Regions from separate parts of the Triticum aestivum genome. Here region 2 is linked to region 1. Evidence: chromatin contacts called from public Hi-C data. All regions are on one chromosome and are shown on one strand. The core of a region is the stretch at or near the end of the contact, and the rest is flanking DNA. Distances in the headings are between cores, read along the strand shown.

Evidence for each region. Hi-C and Micro-C count contacts between places; a contact is called where the count stands out from the background.
Region 2: a contact with region 1 is called in a Hi-C map of leaf, with 4 times the contacts expected there. The contact joins two enhancer-like sites. A contact is called at or near these places in 2 of 5 Hi-C or Micro-C datasets (both in leaf).

What each region holds. Positions count from the first base shown.
Region 1 is chr2B:99,078,392-99,084,601 of IWGSC CS RefSeq v2.1, reverse strand. No RefSeq gene overlaps it. Among protein-coding and RNA genes, the nearest start is that of LOC123043692, 74 kb to the left of the region's middle. Within about 2 kb of position 2,816, at least 1 of the 8 cell types and tissues checked has an H3K27ac peak or open chromatin away from gene starts, as enhancers often do. A contact at or near this core is called in leaf, where this site is marked.
Region 2 is chr2B:99,442,378-99,448,429 of IWGSC CS RefSeq v2.1, reverse strand. LOC123043693 (CBL-interacting protein kinase 2) reads right to left here. Exons shown (of 2, transcript XM_044466224.1): 2 at 5,685-6,052. The coding sequence ends at 5,939. Among protein-coding and RNA genes, the nearest start is that of LOC123043693, 5.8 kb to the right of the region's middle. Within about 2 kb of position 4,034, at least 2 of the 8 cell types and tissues checked have an H3K27ac peak or open chromatin away from gene starts, as enhancers often do. A contact at or near this core is called in leaf, where this site is marked.

The DNA.
Region 1 (6,210 bases), core at 1,567-4,066:
TCTGAGACTGATCCTCGCACTGCTCACCATCATACATTAACAAAATAACACCGGGGCTGAATCACACCTCAGGTAGAAATGCATTTCGGGTGAGCTAAGCATCACGAGTTCTTAAATACAGTATAATTAGCTTAATTTTTGTTGACAAAATCAAAAGGAATATGCAGGCCAGTAAGGGAGCACCTAATTGCTACTCTTGTTCTCTTGCTCGTTTTCCTTGATGAGAACGTGATCTCTATTTTGTCAGTCAGAGTCTGTGGACAGAACAACGGCGTGCTTGCTGTTTTTTTTCTTTTTTTTGAATGTTGGCGTGCTTGCTGATCGATCAGTGACCTCTGATCTGATCGATGCCTGGATAGGTGCAGTGTTTCAGAGTAAGTGCAGGCTTTTTCCATGAAACTTCTGCACACTGCTGGCTTTTTCCATTCCCTACCATGAAATGATAAGATTATGAAACGGTTGAGGGAGCGGCTGGGGAGAGACCCTGTCATTTTCAGCGGCTTAGGGCATCTCCAGCCGTGCCCCTTACAGGCCCCCCAGGCCACTTTTTCGGCGCCGGCGCCGAAAAAACGGCCCAGTCGCGCCCCCAGGACGCCGAAAATCGCCGGTTCGGACCTTTTTTCCGCCCGGCGGTCACAGGCCGAACCCGGCGCGCTGGGGAGCCGTTGGGGGCTCCGGCGCTAGGGAAAAGCACGCCTGGCCCACACTGACAGGGGAAAAGTCAAGGCTTTCTTTCCCCGACTCGCCTCGCACCCCCCGCGCCCTCGGCCACCACTAGCTATAACCCGGCGATGGCCGCCGGCCTACTCCGGTAGATGGCCATTCCCCGCCGGAAAATAGCAGCGCTTCGCCGCGGCAGCCCCTCCCGCAGCAGCTGGTCGTTTTCGGCTGCCGTTTCCGGCCGCGGAGGCGCGGTTTAACGGCGGGTACACGCCCACCGCGCGCAAGGTGTTCGGCTTTTTGACTGTCTCGGCGATGGACTCGGATGAGGAGGAAGAGCTCGCCGCGCTGCTGGAGGAGGAAGCCGCGGCCGACGTCCAGGAAGAAGAGCATCTGATGGTGCTCGCCGCCCTCGCCCAGCTGCTGGCGATCAATGAAAAGCCGCGTCGAGGTGGCTCGGCGCCGGGGCGGGTGAAAGCAAAGAACCAGCATCGTCTTCAAGGCTACTGCATGCTCTACTCCGACTACTTCGCCGATGCTCCACTTCATGGCGAGAGAACATTTCGGCACCGTTATCGGATGAGCCGAAAGCTCTTCCTCAGGATCGTGAATTCCATCCGGGAGTTCGACAACTACTTCAAGTGCAAGATGGATTGCACTGGCGCTCTTGGATTCACCTCCATCCAGAAGTGCACGACAGCGATGAGGATGCTTGCATATGGAGCTCCCAGTGATTCACTCGACGACTATGGGCGCATGGCCGAGTCCACCAGCATAGAGTGTTTCTACAAGTTCTGTCGGGCAGTGGTGGCAGTGTTTGGGCCACAATACTTGAGAACACCCAATGCGGAAGACACTGCTCGGATCCTAGCCCAGAATGCAGCAAGAGGATTTCCTGGGATGCTTGGAAGCATCGACTGCATGCATTGGCAATGGAAGAACTGCCCATTTGGTTGGCAGGAGATGTACAAAGGCGCCAAAGGCGGTTGCAGTGTGGTGCTTGAGGCGGTAGCCACACAGGACCTCTGGATTTGGCACTCCTTCTTTGGTATGCCAGGAACTCACAATGACATCAATGTGCTGCAGTGCTCTCCTGTTTTGCCAAGCTCGTTGAGGGTCATTCTCCTCCGGTGAACTTCGAGATCAATGGGCACCAATACAACAAGGGGTACTATCTAGCTGACGGCATCTATCCGAGATGGTCGACATTTGTAAAGACGATCTCAAACCCTGTGGCAGGAGGCAAGAACGCCTGGTTTGCGAAGGTTCAGGAGGCTTGCAGGAGGGATGTCGAGCGGGCATTTGGTGTGCTCCAATCTCGATTCGCTGTTGTTTGGTACCCCGCTTAGACCTGGTCGAAAGATCAAATGTGGGATATCATGACTTGCTGTGTCATCTTGCACAACATGATCATCGAGAGCAAGCAAGAAGACCCAGTGTTTGACACTGAACCATACTACAGGCAGGGTCCTCTAGCCGAAGTTGATCACCAGCTACCGGCAACTTGGACTGCCTATCTCAGTATGCGTCAGGAGATCCGAGACCCACAGGTGCATCATCAACTGCAGAAAGATCTGATTGAGCACCTATGGAGGCTCAAGGGGGACGCCGCGTGATGAAATACGAGTTTTTATTTGTTGAACTATATAATTTGTATTGAACTATTTGTTGTTGTAGTATTTTGTTGAAGTATTTGATTTTTCTGTGATGAAATATGTGACAAGGAATAATTGTGTTGATAATTAAACGCCGAGACACGGCGAAACCATGCCGAATATGGGCCTATTCTCGCTCATATGGGCCGTTTATTCGCCGAAATTGGGCTGCAAAGTGGGCCAATTTCGGCGCCTGGGGGCGAGCTGGGGGCGACGACTGGGCGCAAAACCGCCCCCAGCGCCGAGTGTATCGCCGGCTCGCCCCCAGGGGGCGATTTCTATGCGTCCTGGGGGGGGGGGGGCAACGGTTGGAGATGCCCTTAGACTAATGGACTCACCTAACCAGACATATAGTAGAGACAGCGGGAATCAAATGGCAGTCCTAATCATGTCGGCGAAGGTTGGACTTCTTTTTCAATGGTTGCCTGTGGGCCTGTGCGAATCGGTGATCAGAAAATTACAACTGGCTGGGAAATATCTGCTCTACTTTATAGTTCAGGCCTAATACAGACATGCGCTAAGCTTTCACTATGGCGTAGAAAAAAAGCCTTTGCTGCAATGGTGTCACTGTCCGGAGACTAAATACAGTGAAGCAGTGTTGTCGTTGATTTGTAACCACAAATGAGGTACAGCCAAGCATGGTAGGAAACCTAAATTGTATAATGTTCTATCAGCATCAGCATATCTATGCTCACATCACTGCAGACATCCAGAAAATGCAACATATATGCATATTCTGGTAAGTGGTTGAAACGAACAAAAAAATTGCCTTGGAGGTCTGGGAATAGCACCGCGAATTGGCTTTTCCGAAATAAAATGAGAACGCTTCAAAGTTAGAGAAGAAGTGTTCCTAAGATTGTTAATTTATATCCATAACCACCGGCCAAAAGCTGTCCTTTTCCTGGTGCTTTCACCTGAAGCAAGCAACTTGCTATGCTCAAACTAAACAAAGACATGTAATTTTCCAAACTCACGAGTTGCTGTCACAAACTGATTGATTGTGAATAAAAAAAAGGAAAGCCAAAAGGAATTAAAGTGCTGCCAAAACAACCATCTCTCTTATGCTGAATCTGAATATGATGGACTACTAACTCCATAACTGCTGTTGTTTAATCCTGCTCTGTCCTCTGAAGCAGCTAGTCTTAACTGGGGCAGGCTCCTACTAGTATATTCCAACACCAAATCATTACTTGCATGCTGCAATATGCAAGACAAGAATACACAAACTGGCTGGTGCACTTCGATTCAGCGAGAGTTTGCCGGTTTGTCCCCAAAGAAAACTTGGCAGCTTTGGTGGCCAGTTGTTTCGTCCAACGACTTAAACAATTGGGTCCCATAATAGATTTGTTTAAGGATGCCTAACTTCTCGCCATACACGTAGAAGATTCTCTTCATCAAAAGATATGTATTTGCCATTTGATAGGTTTTCTTCAGACAATCTAGAAGCATAATTGCGTCTACTAAATTAAAACCGGTGAGGCGAGCAGGTCATCAAACATAGACTCAAATTGTGTCTCCTGCCCTGTTTTTATTAAGGAGCATGGTATTGCGGCTATTGCCTTGAACGTCTTTGGCGGCAAATATGGCTGTCGTATAGGTCAGCACGGGCTCTTCACAACCACAGCCATGCTCCGATAGAGTAAGTAATAGCCACATTTCGAAAAAAGTAGCCACATGGAATTATGGAAACATACTGAAACATTTTTGAGAATCGGAAACTCTATGGATTTTTTTAGGGGGCGGAAACCGAATGGATGGTGCTGTCAGGGTTTGCCCGCTGATCAAGAGGGCCAAGCAATCTAATACTTCTGGCCTTAATTTGGTCCAGGCCAGTTAAAGATTGTAAGCCCATTTTCTGACATATGGCTTTTGTTGTACGTGTTTTTGATGAACAATGAGCACCTTAATAACGTAAGCTCAAAAAAAAGAACTAACTTATAAGAACGTAAAATGTTATGTCTCCCAAGTGCACCTGCTATGAACTTAGGCATTTCCTAATTGGTGCTTCAGGCGCCCGTTATAGTACATTTAGCAAACGGGTACACACCCCCTCACCCCCTCCTGCAAGCTGGGCCGGCCCATCAATTACTTTTTTGTTTCTAAAATGCTAAAAAATACTGCCCAGGTGGGAATCGAACCCATGACTTCTTCTTTATTTTTTTTTCTTTTTTAGTTTCTTACTTCTTATTTATTTTTAGCTAAAAAAATCTTTTTCCTTTTTTCTTCTTCTTTTTTTCTCTTTTTGAAACGATTTTGTTTCTTTTTCTAACTTTTGTTTCCTTTGCTAAATGCGTAAAAAAATCAATTTCATGATCTATTTTTTCAAAATCGATGATTTTTTAAAATACATGAACTATTTTTCACATCCACGAATATTATTTTTTCAACAGGCATAAACTTTTTTCAAAATTGATGAATTCCGTTAAAAGTTGACGATTTTCTAAGAAAAAATCAGTGAACTTTTTTCGAAATTGATTAACTTTTTTTCATATTTGGTGAACTTTCTTCAAAATCGATGAACCTTTTTCAAAATGGTTGAACTTTTCAAAATTGGTTGAATTTCTCTCAATTTGACTGACTTTTTTCAAATTGGTGAACTTTTTTAAAATTTGTGAAATTCTTTTGAAATTCGATGAACTTTTTTCAATTATGACGAACATTTTTTTAAATTCATGAAGGTAAAATTTGTGGACTTTTTTGAATATTTTGAAAATTCAACACAGTCAACTATGAGAGGTCAAAGGTTAAATGCTCAAGTGATGCCCAAGTTTTTTTTTTGGAGTATCAACTGATGCCCGAGCTAGCACGGAGTTTTTTGTTGTTGAAATTCAGGTTTTCTTTTTTCAAACAGTTTATACTTAGTCAAATTGAGATGTTTCCTGCTATTAAACAGCAAAAGTTAGCTCGGTGTATTGGTTGTAGTGTTAGGCCGTCGACGCTGCTGACCCTACTCCGAATCTCGTCTCTCCCAAATTGCTGCACATTCCCATTTTCGTGTTTGTTTTTTCAGCCATTCACTGGGCCGGCCCACTATGCGTATCTTGTGAACGCCAGCAGCCCTAACTGGCGCTCAAAGCGCTGAATAGGAGAACTTAATGCGTTCGCTATCGGAGAAAACGTGCAGCTGCTAGATAGTAACGCTAAGGGTCCGGAAAAATGGCGTTGGTGGCCTCCTTGACAAATTCAAAAAAATTGAAGACTTTGAACAAATGTTTGTGAATTCATTTTTTTCCTAAATATAAAAGGTTCACAATTTTGTAAGCTTGATGAATTTTGAAAAATGTGCATGGATTTTAAAAATGTTCATGAATCCTATATTCCAAAATAGTTGATCACTACTAACTCTAATTCTCTCAAAATGCAGCCCTCCACATCACCAAATGTGCCATGTCATCATCCATTAACATTATATTGTAGCACATGCATACCCTAGTTTGGTTGTTGCAACTACAATGGTCTAGGTACATGCATACTCTTTGTTCACACACAATTACTTCTAAAAATATAGCTTTGTTTAGGTCATTTTCGTTCATACATAATTCATCAAAAAATTATCTTCACATTTCAGCAATAACGCGCAGGGAAATCACCTAGTGTAATAATTGTTCAACAACTTTATTAAATTTCTCATGAATATGTAAAAATATTTCAGAAATTTTGAAATTTCATTAATTCAAAAACATGTTTGTGCACTTAAACAATGTTCTGATATTTCAAAATATTCATTAATTTAATAGTAACTATTTTTAAAAATCACCAAAAAATCATTTTTTTTATTTTCCTGAAATTTAATGAAATGTTCACAAATAAAATAATTCTAAATTAAAAATTCTTCACGGATTTATAAAGATGTTCATGAATTTCAAAACATGTTTATGTACTTCAAAATGGTTCA
Region 2 (6,052 bases), core at 2,785-5,284, 360 kb before region 1:
GGAACTGGAAGAAAACCGAGAAAACAAAGGAATGAGCTCTCATAAAGGAACAAAGGGAGTCGAGAAATTCAGCGGGCTCGTATTGAATTGTTTTACCGTATTTGGGCCAGCCAAACTTGCTCGCTCCTTGGAGTTACAATGTTTATGTTACGGGCAATTCGTTTTTGTCGCATAAAACAACCATTCGCACATTGATATGGACGTGAGCGAGCTACTGAGCCAAGTTGCTTAGTCATGCTCCGTAGAGATTCCGGTTTGGGAACTTCCCCTTTGTCTTTACTCAAAAAAGGGAAATATCTAGCTCTATTATTTCAACAATTTTAGGAATATTTAGAAGGTTTTTCTTGGTTTTTCAAATTTCTTTCCTTGCTTTGTCTAACTTTTTACTGGGGTTTTCGGTGTTTTTTATATTTCTTTTCATTTCTTCCTTTGTTTTACATGTTTTGCAAAGAAATGTTCACTACTTTATAAAATGTTTCAGTTTCTAAAAATGTTTAAATTTTAAGAAATATTCACGTTTTTCAACACAATGTTCACATATTTAAAAGAATATTGAATTTTTAGAAGATGTTCACAAGAGTTTTAAAAAATTACACATTTATAAATTTTTAAAGTTTCAGGTATGTTCAAAATTTTGAAAAATTTGTAAAATTCACATAAATAAAAATTTATTCAATTTTAAAAAATGTTGATGAAATTTAAAAACCCTTGTGAATTTGAAAAAATATTCGGCCATTTTAGAAATATTGTCAAATTTTTGAAATGTTCATGAATTTGAAAAACATTATCAAATCTCCAAATGTTGCAGAATTCGAAAAATGTTTGCAATTTTGTAGAATGTTTGAGAATTCAAAAAATCTTCATGAATTTGGAAAGTGTTCAAGAACTTTGCCCATAGAGAGAGGTTCGGACATACAAAGATGAGATTGCATAAAATCCTCAGTAGTAGTCTTGTATACATCTGGATCTCCAACAGACTTGTGGTTTATCCTTTACAGTACTCTATACTTGGAACTTACTTTATCCGCACATCCCCTAAAATAGGGAAATTCACTTAAAAATTGTTGTCTCTAATTCACCACCCTATGGCGAGGGGCGAGCTATCAGTCGAGCTCGCCTAGAGCATAGGGCACATGGGTCGGCCTAGCAATGAAGTACTATGTGTGATGCTTGTTCGCTTTGTTTCATTTCTTCCCTTTTTAATATTTGTTTCTAAATATTTATATTAAAATTTCAATTTACATTTTTTTAAATGTTAAGTGCACATTCAAAGATGTTCATGAATATGTGAATTTTGATTCAGCAATTTTGAGAGTTCTTCATACAATTCAAAACAAATCTTTATGACATTCAGAAAAATGTTCACATATTTAAAAATATGTTCATGCCATTTTAAAAATGGTTGTGAAAGGTAAATGTTTGTTGATGTAATTGTTAAAAATGTTCATTACATAAAAGAATATGTTCACACATTTTAAATTGTATTCATTACATATTTTCAAAGTTCATTAAATTGAGAATTATGTGCACATTAGAAAAATTGTTCATGACATTTAAAATATGTTTGTGATTGTTTTTAAATGGAACATGTGTTTAAAAAATGTTGAGTATGTATTTAAAAAAGTCCAATGTTCTTTTGACAAATATTCAACACGTATCCAGAAAATATTTGACGTGTGCTAAAAAAATGTTTGACGTGTCACGCGTATACAAGAAATGTTACTAACATGTATTTGAAAAAAATGGTAATGTGTATTTATAAATTGAAAAAAGGCAAATAAAATGTAAAAATGAACAGTAAAGGAAAATCAAAAGGACGGAAAAGAAGACCAATAAGCTAGTAGAAAGGAAAAAGGAAAATAAAAAAGGGCCAGAATCTTTCATTTTTCTAAAACTACAATGGAATGTCCCAATACCGCATGCTGCAGTGCACTCGCAGCTACTGGGCCGCGGCTTCTTATGAAATCGCTAGATGTAAGCACTTTTTGATCTCAGATAGTAAGCAAGACATAGGCCTTTGCGCATTATGAAGCGGTTTGTGGCCAGTGCATGAGTTGCTGGTGATGCTACGGCCCGGTTTCAGTGACCGTATGTATACGCTCTCGCATGCAGAAGGATATATAGCCCACGCAATGTGCGAAAAAAAAGCCCACACAATTTATGTATGCTTGGGGAGAAAATAGTTGCTTCATCCATCCCTAAAGCATAGTTAAAATAATCAGACTGGACCGGCGGTCGGACCGGAAAAGACCTGAACTAGCGCTTCTATCGGTTTTTTAAGCTAAAAAGACCAACCTGCAATTGGACCGGAAAAACCCATGTAAACCGGCTGGTTTTTGCATGAATAGGAGTAATAAAACCGCCTATTGAACCAGTGTGACACACAAAAATAGAGAAATAACCTGCGTCAAAGGGAATTCAAACCCAGGACGGTAGATATAGGTGTGTATGTTGCACCTTTGGCCCAATAACTATCTTGGTTGGCCAACTTTCTTGTCAAATTTATGTTTTTTTTTTTTTGGAAAAGGGGAACGCCCCGGCCTCTGCATCAGGAGTGATGCATACAGCCATCTTATTAAAGAAGCAACAAAAAGTGCCTACAAAATTCCAAAGTCTCTAACTGAAAACAATGAAAAGCAGCCCACACAGAGCGCAGAAGGCTAGAAACACTAACTAGCCAATAAAGGAGCCACAACCGGCTGGCTATATAGATAGGGAAACTAATTGCCTATCCTATTACATGACCGCCATCCAAACCGGTTGAAGATATCCCGAGCAACCATCTCCCACCGGGTAGATCCAGTAGCCAAATGCTCCCTGGCCTCCATCGGAGTGAGTAATGACCATGAACGGATCAGCGCCGTAGCTCGGAAGATAACCTGCAAAAAATGAATTCGTGATGATCTGTTAAAAACCAAATCATTTCTGCACAGCCAGATGGTCCATAATAAAGCGCAGACTCCAACCCGAATATGTCTTGCTATTGTAGAGTCAAACCCATATAGCCAATTCCCAAATAAAGCATTAACAGTATTCGGTGGAGTTATATTAAAAGCAATGTGGACCGTCTGCCAGAGAACCTTGGCCAGCGGGCAATCAAAAAAGAGATGTTGAATTGTCTCATCTCGATCACAGAAACTACACCTAGTAGGTCATGTCCAATTACGCTTTATTAAGTTGTCCTTTGTTAGAATAACTTGTTTATGAACAAACCACATAAACACTTTTATTTTCAATGGTACTTTGACATCCCAGACACTCTTGGACGTTGGAATGGAGCTTGTATTAATAACATCAGTATACATAGACCTGACTGTAAATACCCCAGACGTAGTCAACTTCCAGCGTAATTTATCCGGTTGGTCAGAAAGTTGAACCTCCATTAGTCTCCTAACTAACTGGAGCCAAACCTCCCAACGATTACCCGCTAATGACCGTCTAAACTGAATATTAAGGGGGATAGATTGAAATATCGTTGCCACGAGTACCTCACGTCGTTGAGCAATACGATATAAAGACGGATACTGAATGGCCAGAGGTGAGTCGCCCAGCCAAGCGTCCTCCCAGAAACGTGTAGTTGCCCCATTGCCAATGACAACTTTTGTCCTATTGAACATTAATTGCTTGACTTTCATGAGCCCTTTCCAGAAAGGCGAATCCATCGGCCTAACTGTTACCTGGGACAAAGTCCTAGCCATCTATTTAGTACGACACTAGTACACAAAATGTATTATTTATGGTATATAATAAAAAAAATCAGACATCGAACCGGTGAACCGGCGGTCCGACCCGTAAAAACCTGAACGGCCTCGCCGGCTCGTTTTAAAAAATTCATTGCTAATGAGCCCTCGAAAAAAAAAACATCGGTAATGAAGCTGCTGCTGCTCTGTTTCAAGCCTAACCTGACAACTACTTTTCGCCCAAGGACCACCGTAGCTTGCAAGACCAAGACTCGCCGTCCCCTCACGGTGGGCGCCGCGCAACCAAGCCAATAAACCACCCGTCGGCCGTCGTCCTCCTCATCACCCGTCATCCTGAGTCCTGAGGTTCGCACTGCACAACCACCACCCAGGCACGGCACCCACGGCCATGGGCGACCCCTCCATCTGCATCTGCCTGGGCCGAAACCTGAAAGCAACTGAAAACATACAGCAATTATTGCCGCCCCGCCCCTACGCCAGAACCCGCAAGTGCCTTCCTGAACCGCTGGCGATGCAGCTGATAGCGCCATTATCGCCTCATCTCCATCGCGGAGCCTTTGTCTGCATCGCCAACTTGTGCTAATCAGCCTGCCCTCTCCATCGCACCGGTCGGTTCGTTCAGCGGAGAATGTTCTGGAGAGATAGATGTTGTCGTTGGTTAGGTTTTGGAGGTGGTGCACTGCTCACCCATGTCGAAAACAACAGGCGGGCCATGCTGGATTGATTGTTAGCAAGAGGTGAAAGAATCAGGCAGAAGAGTTTTTGACGCTACACAAACTGTTCATCCAATGTGTCAAGGAAGTTTGTCTGCATGTGGAAGAGTTTCTTTACACATGTTTGTACCAGTTGCAGTGACTTTTCTTGTTGTAACTGTCTACTCCCTCCGTCCGAAAAAACTTGTCTCAAGCTTGTTGTACTGCCATGATTGAAGATGAATAGATTGGAAGTTTTTCCGAAAAAAAAAACTGGTGCTAGATACAACCATTTAAGGGACAAGCTTTTTCGGACAGAGGGAGTACTTCTTAATAGATCATCCTTTTTTTCTCGGCGTTATGAATAAAACAGAGCTGGCCCACATATTACTTGACCTCCCTGGTGATTAAACTTGACGAGTTTATCTCTCTACCGAAGTGATGGAGGATAACAAGCAAAAAAAAAATGAATCTCAAAACTTCAGGTTCATCACTCACATCACACCTACCGGTCAATTCAATCATTCAGTTAGGTGGACTGAATTTTGGACTACAAATGGAGGAAACAATCAAACAACTACAGTCTACAGCGATTCCCGAATCTTTGCCTCAGGTGCTTCTGCGCAGCAATCTGTACCAGTCTATACTCTGAATCTTATTCAGCATCTTGCTAGCTTTTGTAGCTGTAAAATAATGCCACCTGCCACAGTTCTCAAACTGCCAACTGCTGCAGTTGGCAGAGTATGAAAACTACTGCCTTGAGCTTTCCTCTTTGTAACTGTGAAGCAAGAGGGTATCTGGAACTCTATTTCTCCTTGATAAAGATTGTAACTGTGAACCTCCTTGATAAAGATTGTAACTGTGAACTGTGAAGCAACAGGGTTTTCTGCCTTTTCTTTTCTATTTCTCCAAACCCACGAGGGAGGAAACAACTACAGGAATATGCCCGAATCTCGCCTCAGGTGCTTCTGCGCGGCGATCTGCACAGTGCTGTTCTTAATCAGTAGTAGTATCTTCACAGCTGTAAAATAATGCTACTGCTCCCTCCCTACTTCCTACCCTTTGCAAGTGGCTACATAGAACAAAGCTTTCAATTTGTCTCTGGCCCATAGCATGCTGTCTACAAAACCATATCTCTTCGGCCTTTAGGTAAAGTCCGGTAGCTACCCATCAAACAAGATTTAAATATGTCACCCTCTAGGGTTTTCAGATCACAAGAATAGTGGATATAATCATGATGCATGCCATAGTTAAACAGTAACAACACGAAGATCAATTCTTGAGCAAAAGATGATGTGAACAATATTTCCCATACACAAACGCACTGTCCTTGGAAAGACTTTTTGAACAAAGACTTGGCATCTGTTCTGAAGACACCATGCTTTTAAATAAATCTTCATCGGAAGATGACAACTGAAGTTTACACAGACATCACTAGGGGAATGCAAACGAATAACAAACTTTCGATAATAAAAATTACAGAAACACAAGGAAGCCTGGTAATTGCCTCGGATTGTAAAAATGTTGCACTTGGCACAGTTCTTCTTAACATGATTGCTGCGGCGGGGGCGGCTGCTGCTCGCCTTGCCAAGCCCAGACTATGTCCTTCAGCGCCGGCCTCATCTCCTGGTTCAAGACCTTCTGGTACTCGATAGTATC